Linked DNA regions of Gossypium raimondii: region 1 is linked to region 2. Evidence: chromatin contacts called from public Hi-C data. All regions are on one chromosome and are shown on one strand. The core of a region is the stretch at or near the end of the contact, and the rest is flanking DNA. Distances in the headings are between cores, read along the strand shown.

The links. Hi-C and Micro-C count contacts between places; a contact is called where the count stands out from the background.
Region 1: a Hi-C map of leaf shows a contact between it and region 2, with 3 times the contacts expected there. The contact joins the promoter of LOC105777457 here to the enhancer-like site in region 2. A contact is called at or near these places in 2 of 2 Hi-C or Micro-C datasets (both in leaf).

The regions. Positions count from the first base shown.
Region 1 is chr10:41,988,471-41,992,379 of ASM2569854v1, forward strand. It overlaps LOC105777457 (membrane protein PM19L), which reads left to right and starts at 1,580. Exons shown (of 3, transcript XM_012600742.2): 1 at 1,580-1,706; 2 at 1,783-1,960; 3 at 2,054-2,273. The coding sequence starts at 1,580. The coding sequence ends at 2,273. LOC105777456 (haloacid dehalogenase-like hydrolase domain-containing protein At2g33255) reads right to left here. Exons shown (of 6, transcript XM_052622730.1): 3 at 3,813-3,873; 4 at 3,578-3,712; 5 at 3,312-3,483; 6 at 2,852-3,171. The coding sequence ends at 3,319.
Region 2 is chr10:41,897,725-41,901,870 of ASM2569854v1, forward strand. No RefSeq gene overlaps it. Among protein-coding and RNA genes, the nearest start is that of LOC128034150, 19 kb to the right of the region's middle. Within about 2 kb of position 2,792, the one cell type or tissue checked has open chromatin away from gene starts, as enhancers often do. A contact at or near this core is called in leaf, where this site is marked.

The sequences.
Region 1 (3,909 bases), core at 330-2,829, 90 kb after region 2:
TATTAGTTACTTTAAATTGTTTTATACTATTTACTTCAAATTGTTCTATATATTATTTTGTTTCGTTTTCTTTAATTGTTAATATTGTTATTAAAGCGACATGTGGTGTGACTATTGTCATTATGTGTATTATAATTAGTTTATTCGTATTTTCAAGTTATTGTGATTCATTAGTGTACGTACATTTTATTCGTAAATTATTACTCCATGTTGTATATTATTACTCCATCACATATCATTAAAATCACTTCAAAGGTCGCGTTTAATTTTTTTTCCTTTATCCATAATGGGCTATTTTATTATATTTCAACTAAATAGCACGCATCGTTTAGGTTTTGTAATCGCTATTATTCAAAAAAGAAAATTTTAAAATAAGGCAATGTTTCGTTTTTGAAAATTCGAGAAGTCGTACCCTAACTTACGGGGTTTCGATTTTCTCGTTCAATCTAAACAACTGAACATCCTTCTAAATTTAAAATACCTAAGTTTTGAATAAAAATTAAAGGCAAGCTTATTCTCAAGGGTTCAAGTGTCGCATCCTAACTTACGAGATGTGGCATATTGTTATCGCGGGACGAGTGGGCCATTGATGCTCGTTTCAATTTGATTCAAACATTTTTTAAAATTAACGTTAATAAAAGGGAGGGGTTGTATTTCAAATTCTTTCGAAGTTTTCAATTTTTGACATTTAGACAATAATTAATCAATTAGGTACAAATTTTGGGCGTGACGAGGGTGCTAATCCTTCTTCGCACGTAACCGACTCTCGAACCCGTTTTCTTGAATTCCGTAGACTAAAATCGTTATTTTGATGAATCGAAATATTTTATTAAAATAACCAAATTACGAGGTGACCCGATCACACCTCATAAAAAAAAAGATTGGTGGCGACTCCCGTTTTCATTTTAAATATAAAGGTCGGCCCATACAAAAAAATGGTTTCGACAATAAAAATATCAATGTCAATCGAGTTAAGACTCAATCAATTGTAATCCTTATATTTAAATTGTTAAGTATAGTTGTTTGAATTGTTATTTAATTATTTTATTAATTTTTTACTGGTTTGAATATGCAACGAAAATTTTTCAAATTCAAATATTTCATAAATAATAATATTTAATTTGAGTTGAAATAATAATATTAACGTAATTAAATATAGAGAGTTAAATTTTTAAACAAATTTAGGAATTCTAGAAAATGCACCCATTGGGTTAATAGAACAATAAGAAATTTGAAACCGAGGAAATTAAACGCTGGGTAATAAACTAATAATACATTCTCAGAAACACTGGATATGAACACCGTCAGCAGAATTTCTAAAGCTTCCAGATTCCAGAAGAGAAGGATCACTGTAAAACGTAAACACCATTTTCGACAGGTGTCCTTCCACCTGTATCCACTCCCCTGCGTTTGCATGCATTGCCTCACTGCTTTACACGTAGATCCCATCCACCTTATAACTTCCCCTATATTAACCATCCATAGCCATAGTCTCTTGTCATTGCTCAAAATCTTTAGGCTCAAGTCAGCAAATTTGCTTGGGTTGTCTGCTTCTTCAACTGTTCTATCTGACTTAACTATGGCTACAGTTGGAAGGAATATAGCAGCTCCATTGCTGTTTCTCAACTTGATCATGTATTTCATTGTGCTCGGATTCGCTAGCTGGTGTTTTAATAGGTTTATCGATGGCCAAACTGCTCACCCAAGTAAGTGATAACCCTATTGTTACGTTTAAAAGAAAACATTGTGTTGCTTGGTTTTAACCCGAGGGAAGTGTTTCAGGTATGGGTGGAAATGGAGCCACCGGTTTCTTCTTGACAATCTCAATCTTGGCTGCTGTAGCCGGCATAGTTTCAAAGTTAGCAGGAGGGGGTCATATTAGGTCCTGGAGAAGTGATAGTTTGGCTGAAGCTGGTTCATCTTCGTTAATAGCTTGGGCCTTGACTGCATTAGCCTTTGGGTGAACTTCGCATTTTACCCATTTTATGTATTTATCAAACTCGACCAATTACTCCATTTTTCATCTTTGAAAACAACTGTTTTCCCTTGACAGGTTTGCTTGCAAGCATATAAATATAGGAGGGCGGAGAGGGTGGAGATTGAGAGTAATTGAAGCTCTCATAATAATTCTCACATTAACCGAACTCTTGTACGTTTGTTTGATCCATGCTGGTCTATTTGGCAGTAGGTATGGACCAGGGTATCGAGACACCGAATATGAGGGCCAGCCGGTGCCTAAGGGCGGCCCTGCTGTAACAGGGTCTAGGGTTTGAAGGACTATAGTGTTGAACTGGAACTTGCCTTTTTTAAAATGTAGTTTTGCTTTGTGAACTCTTTGAAGTTCCTTCTATATTTGTTGACATGGTATTCGCTGCTTTGTATCTGTTGTGTGTATTGCTTAATAATTCAGGTTAGAAAGTAGATGAGAGAGTGCCTCATCAGACAATAGTTGCATTGATAGAACTCCTGTAATATGAGACTTGGCAGCATTTTCTGTAGGGGTGTGAAAAAAGATATTCTAAAACCCGACCGAAGTGAATCAGACCGAATAAATTGCACAACCCATTTTCATACACTTAAATATTTATTATTAAAACTTAATCTTATTAAAAGTCTAAATCCACAATATTCATCAATATTTTAATAATTAATATATATAAAACATCTAAATAAACATATACTCGTCAAGAACAGTAAAAATATGATCATATATGGCGACCATGGAAAATATATCTTGGTAGGTACCTTTTTGAGTTCATTAAACATTACTTGATTTAAATTTTTAATAATTTTTATAAAGAATTTGATATAAAACAAAATTAAAAGTAAACCAAATTTAAGAAAATACAAATTAAAGAAAATAAAACTATAAATACCTAAAATTAAGTCAATTCGGTTTATTCAGCTTTCACACTCCTAATTTTCTGGTTGGGGATCAGCATTTGAGAGTAATGGGTATTTCACAAAGATATTCCTTCTTTAACATAATTGAATTCGCCAATGAAAAAAAGATTAACAAAGAGGGACTTTCTGCCTAATATTTCTTTACAGTAGAACATCTAAATGAACAACAAAGGTACCAAGAATAAAATACATACCAGCATGCTCCTTGTTCAACAACACACAAAACCCCTTGGTTATCCAGCTACAAAAGATCTCTCTTTTTGCTCCCTACAGATAAACAAAGCAGCATCTTATACCAAAGTTCAGTTCCTTACTGTTTTCCACTTTTCAAGTGTTCCTCAACTGTTAAAATCTTTCTTTCTTAAGGTAAAAAAGGCTATCAGATAAATCTAGTGTAGGACCTTTACCGGGAAATCAGGGTGTTAAGTCAAAGTTAGATTTCAGAAGAGAATGAACTTCAATCAGGGAAGACACTTTGAAATCTGGTGTTAGATCCAAGTTGGCGAAGTCTTGAGAGCCATATCTCCCCTTTTCATCAAGCAAACATGTTAATGCTCCTGCATTTTTCCCACAAGCCACCTGCAAATACATGTCGTATGAAGATAATAAATGAGATGGATAATCAGTTTTTTCTTCATTATTTAGTATCCTTGCTTTTGAAGAGAACACTCACATCATCTTTAAGACTATCACCAACCATCATGACTTCATTTGGTTGAACGTCCCAAGTCGAACATATATGAAGCAGAGGAGCAGGGCTCGGTTTATAAGGACGAAACTCTCGGCTTAGAGCCGGAGAAAACATCATCTGAAAACTATGAATGTTAGATTAACATTCATTTGTCTCCCAATCTAACCAAAAAAAAAAAAAGCTCAGAATGGTTCAGTTCATGCTTCAGATAACTTACTCCGAATCGTTGATGAAACAGATCAACTGCATCTTTGACATTGCGAGTGATTAGTCCCCTTCTGAAATAAATGGAAGCAACTAAGGTTAGCATCTAA
Region 2 (4,146 bases), core at 1,542-4,041:
AATATAAATGGGCTTTCACTTGGGTCTAAGGAAAATCCATTTGATGATGGATCCAAAATTGAGAGAAGCTAACTCAGTCCCAATGACGTTTCAAGCAGTCGGACATGGTTTAGACAAAAGAAGAAATTTGGATGTAAGGATTTCAACAAACAGAGGGATTTCTTTGGGTGAAGGAGAAATGGGAAGGCTTCCAGAAATAGTTTTGAAAGGTGATAGAGGGGAAATATTTGGACAGCGGCCAACGGATGAATCGGAAGTTTTAATAGATTTCTGGCCAGCTGGTTAACCCAGCCAGAATTTCTGGAAGTTGTTACAAAATCCTGTAGAGTTGAAAGTAATATTGTGGACAACGTGAGCAACTTTATCAATTTGGTTCAGGATTGGAACAAAACTATTTTTGGGAATATCTTTGCAAGGAAGAAAAAAGCTTTGGGGGAGTTAAAACGGGTTCAAGGTGCCTTGGAGAAGCATAATTCTACTCAACCAAGGGAAAAGGAGACAGAACTTCAGTGTGAAATAGAGTCTATTTTGAATCAGGAGGAGCTTTTTTGGGCCTAGAAATCCCGATGTGAGTGGCTTTCTAACGGTGATCGCAATACTCTCTTCTTTCACAATCGTACTTTAAAAAGGCGGAAAATGAATAGGATTGTAGCCTTAAAGATGGATGGGGTTGAATAGTGTTATGATGCGACATCTCTAAAAAATCATGCTGTGGAACATTTTTCGAATCTTTACATAGTTGACAATTATTCGACTGAGGAATTTCCTACCCGAAGATTAGCCAATAATCTATGGAGAGTCTTAACAGCGACATTATTATGGAGGAAGTTCGTCAATCTGTTCAGTATGGCCCCTCTTAAGGCACCTGGAATAGATGGGATACACACTAAATTTTACCAGTCTCACTGGGATATCGTAGGTAATAGCATCTTCAAGTTGGTTGATGGTGTTTTTTGTGAAGGTAAGTTGGATCCTAGCCTGAATCGAACACTTTTAGTTCTTGCCCTGAAAAAGAGTGGTGCGGATACAATGAGTCAATTTTGACCCATTAGTCTGTGTACTATACCTGTACAAGATCATTACAAAAACAATTGTAATCTGCCTCCGGAGTCATGCAAATCTTGGTGAAATAAAATCAGTCAAGTTTTGTTCCTTCACGGGATATCTCGGATAATATCATAATTTCCCAAGAGGCAATTGACACAATGAGAAACACCAAAAGTAGGAAGGTAGATCTCGAAAAGGCTTGTGATAGGGTTCGATGGGATTTTCTTTGTGATACCCTGTCTGACGTTGGATTACCGGAAAGGTTGATAAATATGATCATAGTGTGTGTGACTTCAGCTTCCATGCAACTTCTATGGAACAATTCTATCTCTAAGTCCTTCACTCCATTTAGAGGGCTACGGCAAGGAGATCCACTGTCCCCGACCCTATCTTTTTGTTCTAGGAATGGAACGTTTGGGACATTTGATTGAGTCGGTCATAGAAAAGCAACTCTGGGAACCGTTAATGCTTTCTCGTCGTGGGCCAGGATTATCCCACATGTTCTTCGCTGATGATTTGGTTTTATTTTGCAAGCAGAGTGTCTTAAATAGATTCTTGATTCGTTCTGTTACTATTCTGGGCATCGTATTAATTATCAGAAAACAAAATTATTCTTTTCGAAAAATATATTGGATGAAGCTGCTGAAAGCATTCGAATCAAACTCGGGTTTACCATGATCACGGATCTAGGGGGTTAATAATTTCCAGTTTATATTGGATTAAGTTCAGAATCGTCTCTCCGGTTGGGACATGCGTAGCCTTTCCTTGGTTGGTCGGCTTACGTTGGTGAAATCTGTCTTAATGACGATTCCTAATTATTTTATGACAATGGCCAGAATCCCAACCACAATTGGTAAGGAAATAGAAAAAATAGCTCGTGGTTTCTTGTGGGGGGCTTCTTCCTCAGGACACAAACCATCTTTGGTCAGTTGGAAGGACTGTTGTAAGCCACTTGTAAATGGGGGTCTTGGTATACGTCGGTTGCAAGATCAGAGCAAACTGTTTCTCTTAAAACTTGGATTTAATTTGATTACAAGTCCAGACACATTTTGGGTTAGAGTTTTACGTAACAAATATCGTATTCATGGCTGATTCCGGATCATATTCTTTATCTCATGTTTGGGATACTGGACGGTACGGGATGAACAAATGATTAATTTTTGGAATGATGTTTGGTTGAAAGATGTGGGGCTTTTAAAGTACCTTTATACTGGGCAAGGGAATTTGGATGAGTCCACTCGTGTATGTGATGTTGTTAGATCGGAAAGCATATGGAACTTGCAATGGCTAGATTCGGTTCTTCCTCGACATGCGATAAATGGTATTTTGGCGTGTAAAGGACCTTCGCGGGCTGCAGGTCCCCATTTTATTTCTTGGCGATGGGTGACAACTGGGAAATTTTCAGTTGCAGAATCGTATAAAAACATATTTGGTTTTGATAGATCAGGTCAAAGTGGTAATGAGAAGCTGATTTGGAATACTGCTACTCCACAAAGGGTAAGAATGTTTCTATGGTTGTTTATTCGTGGCAGACTATTGACAAATGAAGAACGTGTAAGGCGAGGTATGACCCATTCACCTTATTGTGAACTGTGTGGAAATGTAGTCGAGTCTACAATCCACGTGATAAGGGATTGTGGATTTACGAAGAATATTTGGAAATAACAAAGATATTATCTCTTGGGCTAGTGCATGGACAAAATCCTTTAATCTTGAAGGGGATTTAGAGAAGTGGTCCTGTTCGACCATGACGGAAAAACATTGGTAGCTTCCTGCTTCTGGATGGGTCAAGGTTAATGTGAATGGGTCGGTTTCCCATTGTAGTTTAAAGGCGTCAGTAGGTGGAGCGAGTAGGGGTCCTAATGGGGGTTGGTTAATTGGCTTCACGATGACGACTGGCATGGCGAATACTTTTCAGATTGAGGCTCGAGCTGTTCTTGAAGGTATTCAACTAGCTTGGGAGAAAGGCTTAAGGCAAGTGAAGGTTGAAAGTGATAATGTGATGCTGATAAAATCCTTGCAGGATGGTTTGGCAGTAGTAAGCACTGTGAGGAAATAAGAATGATTCATAGATATTGCTCTAAAAAATGGCAGCTAAAGTTCAGGCATATTCATAGAAGTAATATCAAAGTTGCAGACTGTCTTGCAAAAGAAGCTGAAGGCGATTTGGATCGACATTTGGTTTTAGAGGAACCGTCGTTTTCTGTTCAGGAATTTCTAGGGGAAATCAGTCTTTGTCTGCTGGTAGTAACTCGAAATACGTAATATATTGTCTCCTTAAGTTTGTCCTAAGTTTTTATTTTACCAAAAAAAAAAAAAACTATTAACCTTTAGTTTCATAGAAGTATTAATATTGCAATATGTTTTTAGTAATTATTGGTTTTGAAAATCAACTCAATAATTATTATATTACTTAAGAAGCTTATTTAATATAATATTAAAATAGTTGTGTTGTCGATTGAATCTTAGTTCTTGTACTTTAATTACTAACCGATCAACAAAATTACTAGACCAAACATCACTATAACACTTTAATAGGCTTGTAAATATTAATAGATAATATTTGCTGACTCGATCATCAGAGTACGAGATTCCAAAACTATCGTTTTCAATACCACTAAAATACGGATTGTTACACTTGGACTTCAACGAAAATGAACTTAAACAAAAAAAAAAAAAACCTTTGGCACAAAACTTATGAATTATTCTCGATTTTGGCACAGATATTTTAGTATCACTAGATAGTTTGGACTAGAGCTGTCTATGGATCAAGTCAAAGCTCGGTTCCAAAAAAATTTTATGCCCAAGCCCTGTTTTGGATTGGGCTAGCTCGCCCAAAATGCTCATTTTACTACTTAAAAAATAATAAAATTGATCTTTTATATATATTTTTAATTAATTTTAAATTTTTTATTATTATTTAAATTGAATTCCAACTAGTGTAGTCCAAAGTACAAAAATGATTGTTCAAACCTAGCTTAAATCGGCCCAAATAGGCTACCGGGCATTTGATCAAGTCTAGTCCAAATTTATTGACAAAAAAAATATATTTTAAATAATAAAACATATTATTGAATTAATTCGAGTTAAATTTGAAAT